Regions from separate parts of the Pan troglodytes genome. Here region 2 is linked to region 1. A link is a contact called in public HiChIP or PLAC-seq data. All regions are on one chromosome and are shown on one strand. The core of a region is the stretch at or near the end of the contact, and the rest is flanking DNA. Distances in the headings are between cores, read along the strand shown. Region 1 holds the start of OTUD7A (OTU deubiquitinase 7A). Region 2 holds the start of CHRNA7 (cholinergic receptor nicotinic alpha 7 subunit).

Region 1 (6,226 bases), core at 1,430-3,929:
GCAGAACAAAGAGGAATAATAAAAATTAGAGAATGAAATTGAAAATAGAAAACAATAGAAAAAAATCAACAAAACAAAGAAAAAGCTGAAAAGATGATTAAAATTAATAAACCTATCCAGGTTAACCAAGAAAAAAAGACATTGGGCATAGTTTGCCAATATCAAAAAATGAAAGAGGAGTCATCTCTACTAATTTCATAGATGTTAAAAGAATAATAAAGGTTTATGATGAACAACTTTACACCCACAAGTTTGAATATTAGATAAAAAGGACCGATTCCTTGAATGATACAACTACATTTTACACAAAAGCAAACAGATCACCTAATAGCTCTGTATCCACAAAGAATCAATAATTAATGAAGTCTCAAAAAAATCACCAGATTCAGATGGTTTCACCATGGAATTTTACCAAACATTTATGGAAGAATTGATATAGGTTCTTTACAATTTCTTACAGAAAATACAAGTAAATATTACTTCTTAACTCATTTTATGAGGCCAGCATTACCCGCATACCAAAATAAATTAAAGACATTACAAAAAAGAAAACTATAGCCAAATATTTCTCATGAACATAGATGCAAAAGTCTTCAACAAAATATTAGCATACTGAATACAATGGTGTATAAAAACAATTATATACCATGCCCAAGTAGAATTTGACCCAAGTATGCAAGACCGGTTCCTTGAAAATCAATTGAAAATCAGTGTAACCCATCATATCAACAAGCTAAAGAAAATAAAATCACATGACCGTATCAATAGATGCAGAAAAAGAATTTGGCAAAATCCAACATTCATTCATGATAAAAACTCTGCAAACTAGGAATAGAGAGAACTTCCTAATCTTGATAAAGAAGAACTAAAAAAATCCTACTGCTAACATCATATTTAGTGGTAAGAAACTGGATACTTCCCCTAAATTCAGGACAGGACTGTTAAGAGAATGAAAAGACAAGCTTCCACTGGAAGAAAATACTTGCAAAACACGTATCAGATAAAGTACTTCTATCCAAAATACACAAAGAACTCTTAAAACTCAACCATAAGAAAACAACCTATTTTTTTTTAATGGGCAAAAGATGTGAACAAACATCTCACCAAAGAAGATATACAGGTGCATATGAAAAGTTGCTCCACATAATTTTTCAGTAGAAAATTGAAAATTAACAATGATATAGCACTATATGCCTACTAGAATGTCTAAAATTATAGATGATAGACGGATGGATGGATGGATGGACAGATAGATAGACAGATAAAGATAGCCAATATCAAGTGCTGGTGAGGATGAAGGAAAGGGATTCATATTTGCTGACAGTTATAAAAATGCTATAGCCACTCTAGAAAACTGTTTGGTTCTTATAAAGTTAAACAAATTTACCATAAGATCTAGGAATTGCACTCCTAGATATTTAGTCTACTAATTTAAAAACTTTTGTCCATACAAAACGCTGCATGCAAATGTTTATAGAATGTTTATTCACAGTCGCCAAAAACTGGAAACCACCCAAATATTCTCCAGTGGGTGACTAAACAAAATGTGGTACAAATAATGAGACTCCCCTCAACAATAAAAAGGACTATTACTATACACAATAACATGGATGAATCTCCAAGGTATAATGATGAGGGAATAAAGTCAGTTTCAAAATGTTACATATTGCATAATTCCATGTATACGACACACTCACAAAGACAAAACCGTAGCAATGGAGAACCTATCAGTGGTTACCAAAAGTTAGGGTTGGCGGGGGCGCTGTTATAAAAGGGCAGAACTAGGGAGCTCTTTATTGCGCTAGTGGTTACATGAATCCAAACAAGGGTTCAAGATCACAGGATTATATATCAAATAACCAATTTTACTGAATATCAATTTTAAAAGTCAAATAAATTATTAAACACTATTAAACATATACAATGTTTAATGTCAAGCAAAAAGTCCTAAACTAAAAGTAAAATAATGATTGTTTAGAAGTACACCAGGATGGTATGGGTCATCTGCAATATAACGTCCTGTTTGGGACAAGGAAGCGTGACTACATCTACAGGGTGACGTGAGAAGGGCCCAGAGCAGCGAGCAGGTCTTGCCATCAGGGAGGGGAACCATCTGAAGGGGTGGCGTGAAAAAGTCTTTAGAGGAAGGCAAAAAATGGGAAAAGGTCAGAGAACCTCTTTGGGAGGTAAAAGGACCAGCTTTGGATTAGGCGTGATGCACAGGCCCCAGCGCAGGGCGTAGAAACCGCAGCCTGGACAGCCTGGGTGGGAGAAAGTTTGGGATGTTTAGGAAGGAAGGGTGCGCCAGCCAGGGGGAAGAAACGAGACAGGTGGCCGCAGATGGCGCGAGTCAGGCAGCAGGAAAAGGCAGGCTGTTTAAGCAGCCTTTCCTGCAGTCCAGGCGGAGAGCGCAGAAGGGGCACCCCGAGAGGCAAGCGTGGGAGAGCCGGAGCGGGCTCGCGGGCGCGCGGGCGCTATGCGTCCCCTCCTCGGCTCGCGGCCGCGAGCACGCGCTCTCCGTGCCCGGCCCCGGAGGTGCGGGGGCGGGGCACAGGCGCGGCGCGCGCACGTTCGCGCGGGGCGGGGGCGGGGCGCGAACGCGACCGGTGACGTCAGAGGAGGGCGCGCGCCCGGAGGCAGCAGGCGGAGCCGGGAGGCGGGCGTTGCGCGCGGCCGCGGGCGGAGCGGAGAGGCGCGAGGGGCGGAGCGGAGCGCGGGAGGAGGCGGGGGAGGAGAGGCCACCGGGACCGCGAGCGGCAGCTGGGGAGGGGGCCGCGGAGCCCGAGCGGGAGCAAAACAGCTGATCTGGTTTTCCTTTAAAGCGAGAGAAAATGGAAGTCGGGTAGCGGCGACTGCGGCGCTGCGGGCTGGCGGAGCGGAGCGGCGCGGCGCGGCAGGTAAGACGGCGCTGGCCGCGGTGCTGCCGGCGGGCGGCGGGGCCGGGCCCGCGGACCAGGCAGGTGCGCTCTCCGGGCGCGGGGCCGGCGCCGTCTCCTTCCCGAGCTCCGTGGAGAGGCAGGTGGGCGTTGAGGCCGGGCGACCGCGGGGCCGGGGCGCGGGGACGCGGGGGGCGCGGGCCCCGGCTGGTCTCGCCGGCGCGTCTGCATTGCGGGCTCCGCTCCGGACCCCGCGGGCTCCTGGGCCACCGGCTCCGTCCCGGCGTGGCGCGCCTCTCTCGGGCAGGGCGCGGCGCTCCCGCTGGGTCGGGGCTGCTGCCTCCGCTCAGCTCTTTGGCTGTCCGCACTGGAACGTGATGCCAGGCGTGGGGCGACCGACCCCTCGGTCCGTGCGCGCGCGTCGGGGGTCCCGCGGCTCTTGCAGACGGCCGGGCAGGGCCCGGCCCCGAGCCGCGCGCGAGGCCGCTCGCCGGGCACCGGAGCTGTGACTGCGTGGGTCCCCGCGGCCCGGCGCACCGCCGTCCCGCTCGCTCTGCTGGGTCTCGCTGAACAGCAGGCAAACCATTAAGGCAATTTGGCTGTGAACCCAGAGGCCTTCCCTAGTATCTCCTCACTGGAGGGGAAAAAATTGTATCTGCGGTGCTTTAAGTGCTCCTTTAAATTTGGGAGATGTCAGTGATGTCATCATTAACTAAAACTTTCCTTCATTGGACACAACCGCTCAAGTGTATCCTCCTCCCTCCCGGTGAAGCTATTGCAGCCCTTTGAGAATCTCTGTAATAAAATGGATTTGCCTCTGCTCTGTAAACTCAGCTACCTCACACAAGTGCAAATGACTTTTATTTCTGTCTATTGGCTTGAGAATGTATAGATTTAAGAGTAGCTGAAGGGAAACTTTTGAGACCCCGATCAGGGAAACGCTTCATCCACAGCACAAGGATCCGGGGGAAAGTCATGTATGACATGCACATGGTTACCGCCAGGTGATAGCTTTGTAAATGGAAGTGGGCTGTAAGAGGAACAATTTTTAAAAATATGATGAGGCAGATAATGTGTCCAGGAAAAGGTTGACAGCGGGGCCTAAATCTTTACAGGTCTTAATTGCTTCAAGAAAATCTGCAGATGTCCTTCTTCACCATCCTCCTCCTCCTCCTCCAGGGTGTGCCCGGGAGAAGCCTGCCCTGGGCGAAGGCGGGGAGGCAGGTTCACTAGGGTCCTCCCAGCAGCCGTGTGTCCCACCAGCTTCAAAGGCCTCTTCAAGACCCAAAGAGGGTTCATGAGAACAGAGGTAGATCTGCACGGCACACTCAGTTCTGGATAAACATTCCCCACTAAATGGGATCAACACTCCATTATTTTATTGTGAGTGTGCCATTAGTACCAATTCTTATGGGAACAAAACTAAGCAAGTTCCCAAGGCAATCTGAGTATCTACTCAAGCCTATCATATCGAAAGGATATCCAATAAGGGACAAAAGTATTGACATTTTTGTATTTAATAATTAATGACACCTCCTAATTGGTTAAAATAAGCATGCCTTGAATTGTTAGTGTGATTTTATTGGATCTGTAAGGAATTTAATACCATGTGCCACTCAAAAGTTGGGACCTGGTTAGGAACTTCAATCTCTTGAACCCTGTATTGGTGTGAAAAGAATGGGAAAACAGTGGTTACTTAGGCCTTTAGTGTTCAGGCTGATAATGGGTGGAAATCACCGCTTTACGAAGTATTGCCACGTGCGGGTCTCACTTGGGCCTGGATCATAGATGGCAGGTTTTCCCTTAGAAAGTAACTCCTGAGGCCCCCAAGCTTGGTGGAGAAGGAGAGGGGACACCTTTCTCTGAGCAAGTGTGTGTAATTCTTGGCCTCTGACCTCCTGATGGTCCCGCATTTATTCCCAATGGTGTGCCTAAGTGAGATGAGAAACTGGCTCCAAGTGAGCAGTGAGCTGCTTTTGGATGACACTGCTCCCGCTGTGTGTAGTTGCTTTAGAACTTAACTCTTGAGTTGTGGCAGAGATTCTTCTTTACAACATGTCCTCAATAGTATGAAGATTGGTTTTTCAGGGTCTGCATTGCAAACTCTTTGAAAATGGAGTCTGTGAAATCAATCTGGCCCCGTATCCATCTTTTTGTTTTCACCTGTAGACTCGTGAAAATATTCACCACGTTTATGGTTTAACTCACTGTAGTACTTGTAAAACTTCAAATGCAAGTGTTTCCACTAAATCTTTAGGTATGGGTCACTTATTTCCCCAAAACATTTTAAAACAACCGCTTTAAAGCCTCTTCATCCCGCTTGTATGTTTAGAGTGCTTAAATTTGGGAGTTGTCAGTGACTTCCCAAAAGAGATCACTGTCACATCTTCCGTTTCTAAGAAGTAAAAATTGCCCTGATTTTCTTTCTGTTCCCTCTGGGATATTAAGGTCATTTATTCATGCCTTAGGCCCACGGAAGAAAGGTTGAATCAGCTCTTGTGGGCCAGCAGGGGGCGTGCTAAACGCGGCTTGGCGGGCCTGTGTCAGAGCCACCTTGGGAGTGGATCTCCAAGTTGAGGTGGGTGCATGTGTGTGCGCCGGTGTGCTCCGCCCCCGCCCTCCGCCCCTCCCCCTCCGCTCCCGCATGCCTGTCTTCCAAGAGATGGAAACTTAAGGAAGGGTTGGGGGCACATACTTGAATGACCAGAGGTTGTGGAGTCTGGAATGTAGGCCTCCCTAGCAGAGATTGCTTCAGTGGCTCCATGTCTTTGGAAGGTGGCTCTTAGCACACTTTGAGTCTCAGGATTGAGTGCCTTCTCAGACTGCGGAAGTGAGTGTTAGTTTGGAGAGGAGAAAGTTGACTTCAGTGAACTACAGGCTGGTGTCCTGGTCATGGCGTGAATGTGCCAGCCAGGGCAACCCCGTGGAAATCCTCTCCTGCACACCCTTGATGTTTGCTCCTGGCTTTGACTCCCGATTGACTTAGGCCCTGGGACCCTGTGTGGTGGTACTTCCCAGAGGGGCCTATTTGACCCCTTGCACTGAATTATAGGTGGCGGATGTCCACTTAGGAAGTAACTCCTGTGGCCCCCAAGCCTGGTAGAGGAGGGAAGGGGCACTTTGCTCTGAGCAAGCTGTGTGCAAGTCATGGCCTCTGACCTTCTGATGGTGCCACATTTATTTCCATGACGTGCCTAAATGAGATGGGAAGGGCTCTTGGACTCAAAATTTCTCTGATGAAAAACGTTTCGTTACTGTGCTTTTATTTTTCCCTATAAAATGAAAACAAGAAAAAAAAAGGCAACTGTGCTTTTTCACTTAAAATGTGCTTTATCTGATTTTAAGTGTGT
Region 2 (6,226 bases), core at 1,849-4,348, 160 kb before region 1:
ATCCAGGATCTCAGGAAAGTCACATTAAATTAGTTACAATTCATCCAGTTTAAATAAATTAAATGACTTTGTTCTGCCGAAGTTACCAAGTCTAAAGGAAGCAGCAGATGAAAGACAAAGGACTTGTCCGATGTTGGTTTTCCTCATAGCCCTACCTCTAATCACAGAGTGACCTTGGGCATGTGACCACACCCTTCTAGGCATGGACGTCTTGACCTCTGAGTTGAGTAGTTACATAATTAAGATGGAGCAGACCTTCAGTGAATCACCAGTGTGGGCAAGCACTTTCTCTCATTTAATCCTCTCAAAACCCTCTGAAGCAGGTATTATTATTCTCATTTAACACATGAGAAAACAGAGCTTAGAAAGGTAAGTGAGTTTGTTCAAGGCCACTCCATGAACACAGCATTGCCTGGCTGGGAAGTTCAATGTGTTCACAGCCAATACCACGGCTAAGGTGAGAGATAAACTTTCTCCCGCCCCTTTCCCATGACCTCTGGCTGCTGACAGCCTTCTTCACATGCATTTCCTAAGGACACTGGAATGTCATTGACACAAAGTGCCAATTTGCTATTTTTGTAATTTTCTAACATGACAAAAGTTATTTTAAATGTACATGTAGTATAACACTAACTTATGCCTAAACTTCTCCTAAGACTCAGAGCTCCTCATAATAACTTGGTTTCTTAAGAGTCTCTTAAAGAAGAAGTTCCCAGAAAAAAGCCTGAAGCTTCTCCGCGAGTCGTCTCTTCTCCAAAAGGCGCTGCCGCAGCCTTTGCAACCTCAGGAGCCTGTTCTACTGACTTCCTCCTGTTCCTCTACTGAGGGGCTACTACACCATCACCCCCATCCAGGCAATACAGGGTCACCCACTCCAAGAGAGACAGCTGTGGAGCAGACACAAACAGTGTGACAGCCTGGCTGGAGTTGACCCTGGATAAATGGGGGAAGAGGGGGCTACTGTCCCTTTCTCACCCTGTCACACACCACTTGCGGGGTGTGTTAGCTCTGCTGCCTGGTCCTTTTTCATGTGGTTTCTGCATGAAAATGACCATAATCACATATCTAGCTTTAAGGTCTCTTCAAGTTGTTTCCATATTCTTTAGTTGATCACAATGACTGACAGTGTGCATTTTATTAGCCGGAAAGCCAAGGCTCAAGATGCTTAAGAAACTTACCTAACAGCAGCCATCCAGAAACCAACACAGCCAGAACCCACCAAAGATCCCAAGTACAAATCCTGAGCTCTTTAAAGTAACTGAGGAGCTGCTCCATAAACAGCAACTTTTGCTGCTCTGCAACACGAGACTGAACCTGCCTTCCCCTACAGCTCTTCTCTCATGATAACTTTTCCACATCATCACATATACATTCAATATTTTAAAGCATAATTCTGTCTGTAGGAGGAAGAACACATTTGAGGCGAGTGTAGTGCTGGAAAGGAGGCAATGTATCATGGCAATTTTAACTAGGTTAAGTGATATACCATTCATCAACATGATAGTGCGGGTAACTGTTTCTTTGTAGGATTATGAAATATCACCTCTTATCTTTTTCCACTTTGCCAGGTAGCTCTTAGCACTATTTCTTTTTTAACCAGTAATTGTGGCTACTCTCTCACCTCTTTCCCATCATGCTCTCCCTCCCAATGAACATTATTATCCCTGTGCCCCACCCTGCCACACTCCAGGGTGCTCCACAATAGAATCTGATACTCTGTATAGACAAGACACCAAACCCACTTATAATGAATTAAACACTTGTGTGAAGTATTTGTATTGTATGGAGAATATACCATGAATATTGAATATCCAAAGCAGCATAGAGGAACAATAGGCAAGTTTACACAGATTGGCTAACTGAAGTGGGCACTAGCAAGGCTGCAAGGCAAGAGACCCATGGAACTGGTGGCAGCTGCCTGGAGGGACAGACACGTGTATTCCTGACGGGGAACCCTGAGTCCTCGGAGCAGGACTCCCAGTACCTGTCCTCACCAGGAAGGCAAAGCATGCCCATTCCTAAGATGGGGTCACAGTGAAAGTTCACAGCTGGCCCTCTTGCCCTCTGCCTGGATAGATTCGCCAGCTGCAAAGCTCAGGGCCAGGCCCCCACCAAAGAAGTTACATACCATAGGCGGTAGAAAAGTCTAGAAGTGGCTAAATTGACAATGCTGGAATGCAAGTCAACACTTACACCATAAGGGAGATTAAAAAGTGAACTTCACCTGTTCTTGCTACTGAGTCCCAGTTCAGGAGGCTTGAGTTTCTAACCTGAGAGAAAGGTGGGACCCAAGTAACCATGCACAGGTGGCCAGGGTGATGGAATAAGCTTTACCAGGTCCCTCCTTGGCGGGAGGGGAAACCGAGAAATGAGACACTCAGGAGAGGGCAGGCTGGGGACAGATTCAGACCATGGCCCTGCCTAGCCTGGGGCCAACTAGAGTGCCCCAGCCGATCTCCACCGCCTGGCCGCCCGACGCTGTCTAAAAAGCCCCTCGGAGCCCAGGAAGGGGAGAGGGCAGCCCTGTAGCCAGGCAGGACTCACCACGTCCATGATCTGCAGGAGGCTCAGGGAGAAGTAGACGGTGAGCGGTTGCGAGTCATTGGCCACGGGCCTCTCTAAGGGATTGTAGTTCTTGACCAGCTCCTTGTAAAGCTTCCTCTGGAACTCGCCTTGCAGGGACACTTAAGGAGAGAAGACCCGGGCAGGGGGCTCAGGGCAGGCCGGCGGGGGTACCCCCGACTCCCTCCTGCCGGCGTCCCCCGCCGCCCACCCGGTGCAGCCCAGACAAGCAGCCCCCGCAGCGCCCCCGCTGCCCCTCCCCGGCGGCGGGGAGATCCCAAACCTGGCCCAGGCGCGGGGCGCACAGAGGCGCCCGGGATGTGCCCGGGATCCCACGGAGGAGTGGAGGGCGGGGAGGCAGTGGCTTTACCGTGCAGGAGCGACGCGGCCAGCGCCAGCCAGACGCCTCCCGGCGAGCAGCGCATGTTGAGTCCTGGAGCTGCAGCGAGCCGGCGCACTCCACGTCTCGGCTGTCGCCCGAGCCCGCGCCTGCGGCCACAGAGGCACCTCGCCGCTCGGCTCGCGCGCCTTTAAGGAGCCGGGCGCGCGCCCCCGCCCCGCCCGCCCCCGCGCGCCTCTCCACGTGACGAGCCCCGCCCCCGCCCCCGTCCCCGCCCCCCCATGCCTCCAGCCCGGGCCAGCGTCTCGGCGGCCACCCAGGGAACTGCAGCCCGAGGTGTGAGCGGGAGGTACTCCCGGCGCTGGGTACGCTCCGGGCACCTCCACCCCCAGTCTCCACCGAGCGGGCTCTCGGCCTCGCGCCTCTGGCCAGGCCAGGGGCTGCCCAAGGCCGGGCTCTACCTCTCCCTTGCGTTCTTTGTCCCCACTCAGCCCGCTCCCGCTCTCAGCCAGAAGCTGCGCTGGGCACTCGGGAGAAAGTCGGGACAATTCTGGGGTCCAGTCTTCCCGGACTCCCTCCTCCACGCCAGCGACCGGGTGGCAGCGATAGAGAACCAGGCTTCGGAAGTCTTGCCAACCAGACAAAACAGACCCGAGGAAGCCCCCCTCCTCCCGCTTTCCGCGAGCCCCGGTTTGCTTTCCGCACCGTTTGCTGGGCGCCAGCAGCCAGACTCTCGGCTGGGATCTGAAGTGCTGGAGGCACCCTGTCGGGGAGGAGAGATGCCGCCAATGTGTGTGATGGGATTCCCAGTGGTTACCCTAATGTATGGCTCATTCTTTTTTAAAGGAGATTAAAAAGATTGAAAAGTTAACTCCTAACTCTTTGCTGGAAGGACAGCCAGAACTTGGTGTTCTTATCTAGGCTCTTTTGAGCCAGCGCATTGGAAAGAGTAAATGAGGAGAGACTCTGAGAGGTCCAGGGAGTGCGGAGAGTTCTTGATGTTGAAGAGGGGGCTTGATTTTGGAAAGAGGAAGGGAGGGAGGAAGGCGCCAAGGGGCGGCTTCCAGGGTGGCTGAAGCTCCATCCCATTTGCTCCCTTCTGCTGAGCACAGCAGCGCCCTGCGTCCGCGTAGGGGGCGCTGCCACCTTCTTTCCTGCAGCCCCCGGGCATCCGAGCTCCACCAGAGCAACTCCCGTGGACCACGCAGCGGCAATGCCTAGGTTTCTGAACTGCCGAAAACCACGGGATTCTTTTAAGACTCCAAGAACTAGGGAAAGGCTCACCAAAAGGTGACTGAGCTTGACTGTACCCCAGTAGCAGGAATGGGGGACTGAGCCCAACTACTTGATTTGGAAGAATAATGCAGTATATTGCCCTTGCCATGAAGTGTCTTGTGTATTACTGTTAATGTACACATGTTTAAACAAATGGTCAGCATAGGCTTTCATAACTGCGGTAAGAGCCTAGAAGAAGGATTAGCTGTTTTTGGAGGGTGGTTAATAGAAGAAGTGACAGCTGAACTGGATTCACCTCAAAGGATAGCAGTCATTCTGCCAGGAGAAAGGGACGCCAGGGGTCCCTGGAGAGCAGACAGGCGTGCCCTTAGCTTCGTCTGGCTCTTGAGTCCCCCTACCACTTCTAGCAGTCCGGACATCACAAAGCAGGCACTTGATGAATTAATTATCTACAGGGGATTAGTTGTTGGTAAAGGGAGAATTAGAAGAAGAGAAATAAAACCCAGTAGCAGAATAGAGAAAGCCCATGAAGCATTAGTGAAAAGATTCTCAGTGGCACATCCCCTACCCTGGTCATGGGACTTTAACAACACTCTTCTACAAGCGCTGAAAGTACCTAAGAGCCCTGTCTTCCCTTCTAGAAGAGCATGAGCCCATGGGGCCAAGGGAATTTATTGATTTTTTTTCTGGAGTATGGCTATCAGGATCACATTCCTGAAACCAGAACTGCTTCCTTACCGCCATTGCACCCCATAATATCAGAAACCTAGAAATAAACCATTTTCAGGTGAGACAAGCAATTCGTAAATATTTATTTGTCCTCTGTTCTCGCTAGGCACCTGGAGGACCTGCAAGCGCAGTCCACTCACTCAGCTTACAACGTAGGACTGCTGGAAGTTGGAAAATAAACTTCAGTCTCCCCTGTGCCATTAGGTAGGTCTGTGAGTTTGGCCGTATTGACTCCCATCTATGGGACTCAGGTTTTTCATTTGTGAAACGAAGAAAAGAGCAGAACATTCTTGGAATAGAGCTGACGGGACTATGTAGGTTCTACACTCACTCCCGTTCCCAAAGCAAAAAAAAAAAAAAAAAAAAAACAGCAAATAAAACATAGCAGGATGTGAATATATGCCTGGGCATACCAAAAATATAGATTCTATGGGTAAGAGGGAAATTTTAACACACTCTCAGGAGGTAAGGTGACCTTGGGCTTGGGGCCTAGGAGAGGTGGGGAACTGGAACTGAGATATTCACATAAATCCAGAAATTGGTGTAATCTCCTTTCCAGTGTAAAAAAGACCAGGAAACCTCAACCATTAGCCAGGGAAGTGGAAGGAAGCATGTTTTCTGCTTGGGCTCCGGATAGGGGGAAAAAGATAATTACACATTTAAAAACCAAAAAGTGCATTAGGCTTAGGTGTGGAGTCCAAATGTGTATTATATGGTTTAGAATTCAAGAATTCCTCTGGAGGAAGATTTAGTAACTTTACACACATGGGACTCCAAAAAATGCCCCCAAATCGCAATATCCATGAAAATAAGTTCAAAATAAAAAATATAAACCATTCAAGGAAACAAACTCTACATCATCCTAGGCCGTCGTCAATTAGGGAAAGTCAGTAGGCAGAGTAAACAGGAAAATGTGTGCCTCACAATTTGAGATAATAGGACACTGAAAAATAAACTATAAAATTTGTGGCCGGGTGCAGTGGCTCACACCTGTAATCCCACCACTTTGGGAGGCTGAGGCAGGTGGATCACCTGAGGTCATGAGTTCGAGACCAACCTGGCCAACGTGGCCAAACCCCGTCTCTACTGAAAATACAAATATTAATCGGGCATGGTGGCAGGCACTTGTAATCCCAGCTACTCGGGAGGCTGAGGCAGGAGAATCGCTTGAACCTGGGAGGCAGAGGTTGTGGTGAGCCCAGATCATGCCATTGCACACTAGCAGGGCAACAGGGCGAGACTCCATCTCAAAATAAATAAATAAATAAAAATAAATAAAATTTGTACGTTTAAAATGGTAAAGCTAGTTATCATAGTGGGTGATGTCCGTTGCAGTGATAATCCTCAATTCTCATTGGC

What was found. HiChIP or PLAC-seq counts read pairs in DNA pulled down with a chosen protein or histone mark.
Region 2: a contact with region 1 is called in an H3K4me3 HiChIP or PLAC-seq map of stem cell-derived excitatory neurons, with 2.8 times the contacts expected there. The contact joins the promoter of CHRNA7 here to the promoter of OTUD7A in region 1. A contact is called at or near these places in 1 of 7 Hi-C or Micro-C datasets (stem cell-derived neural progenitor cells) and 1 of 1 datasets of contacts at active chromatin or transcription factors (stem cell-derived excitatory neurons).

The regions. Positions count from the first base shown.
Region 1 is chr16:23,817,857-23,824,082 of NHGRI_mPanTro3-v2.0_pri, reverse strand. It overlaps OTUD7A (OTU deubiquitinase 7A), which reads left to right and starts at 2,679. Exons shown (of 13, transcript XM_016927863.4): 1 at 2,679-2,897. It also overlaps the pseudogene LOC134808440.
Region 2 is chr16:23,982,779-23,989,004 of NHGRI_mPanTro3-v2.0_pri, reverse strand. CHRNA7 (cholinergic receptor nicotinic alpha 7 subunit) reads right to left here and starts at 3,098. Exons shown (of 9, transcript XM_016927864.3): 1 at 2,933-3,098; 2 at 2,545-2,684. The coding sequence starts at 2,987.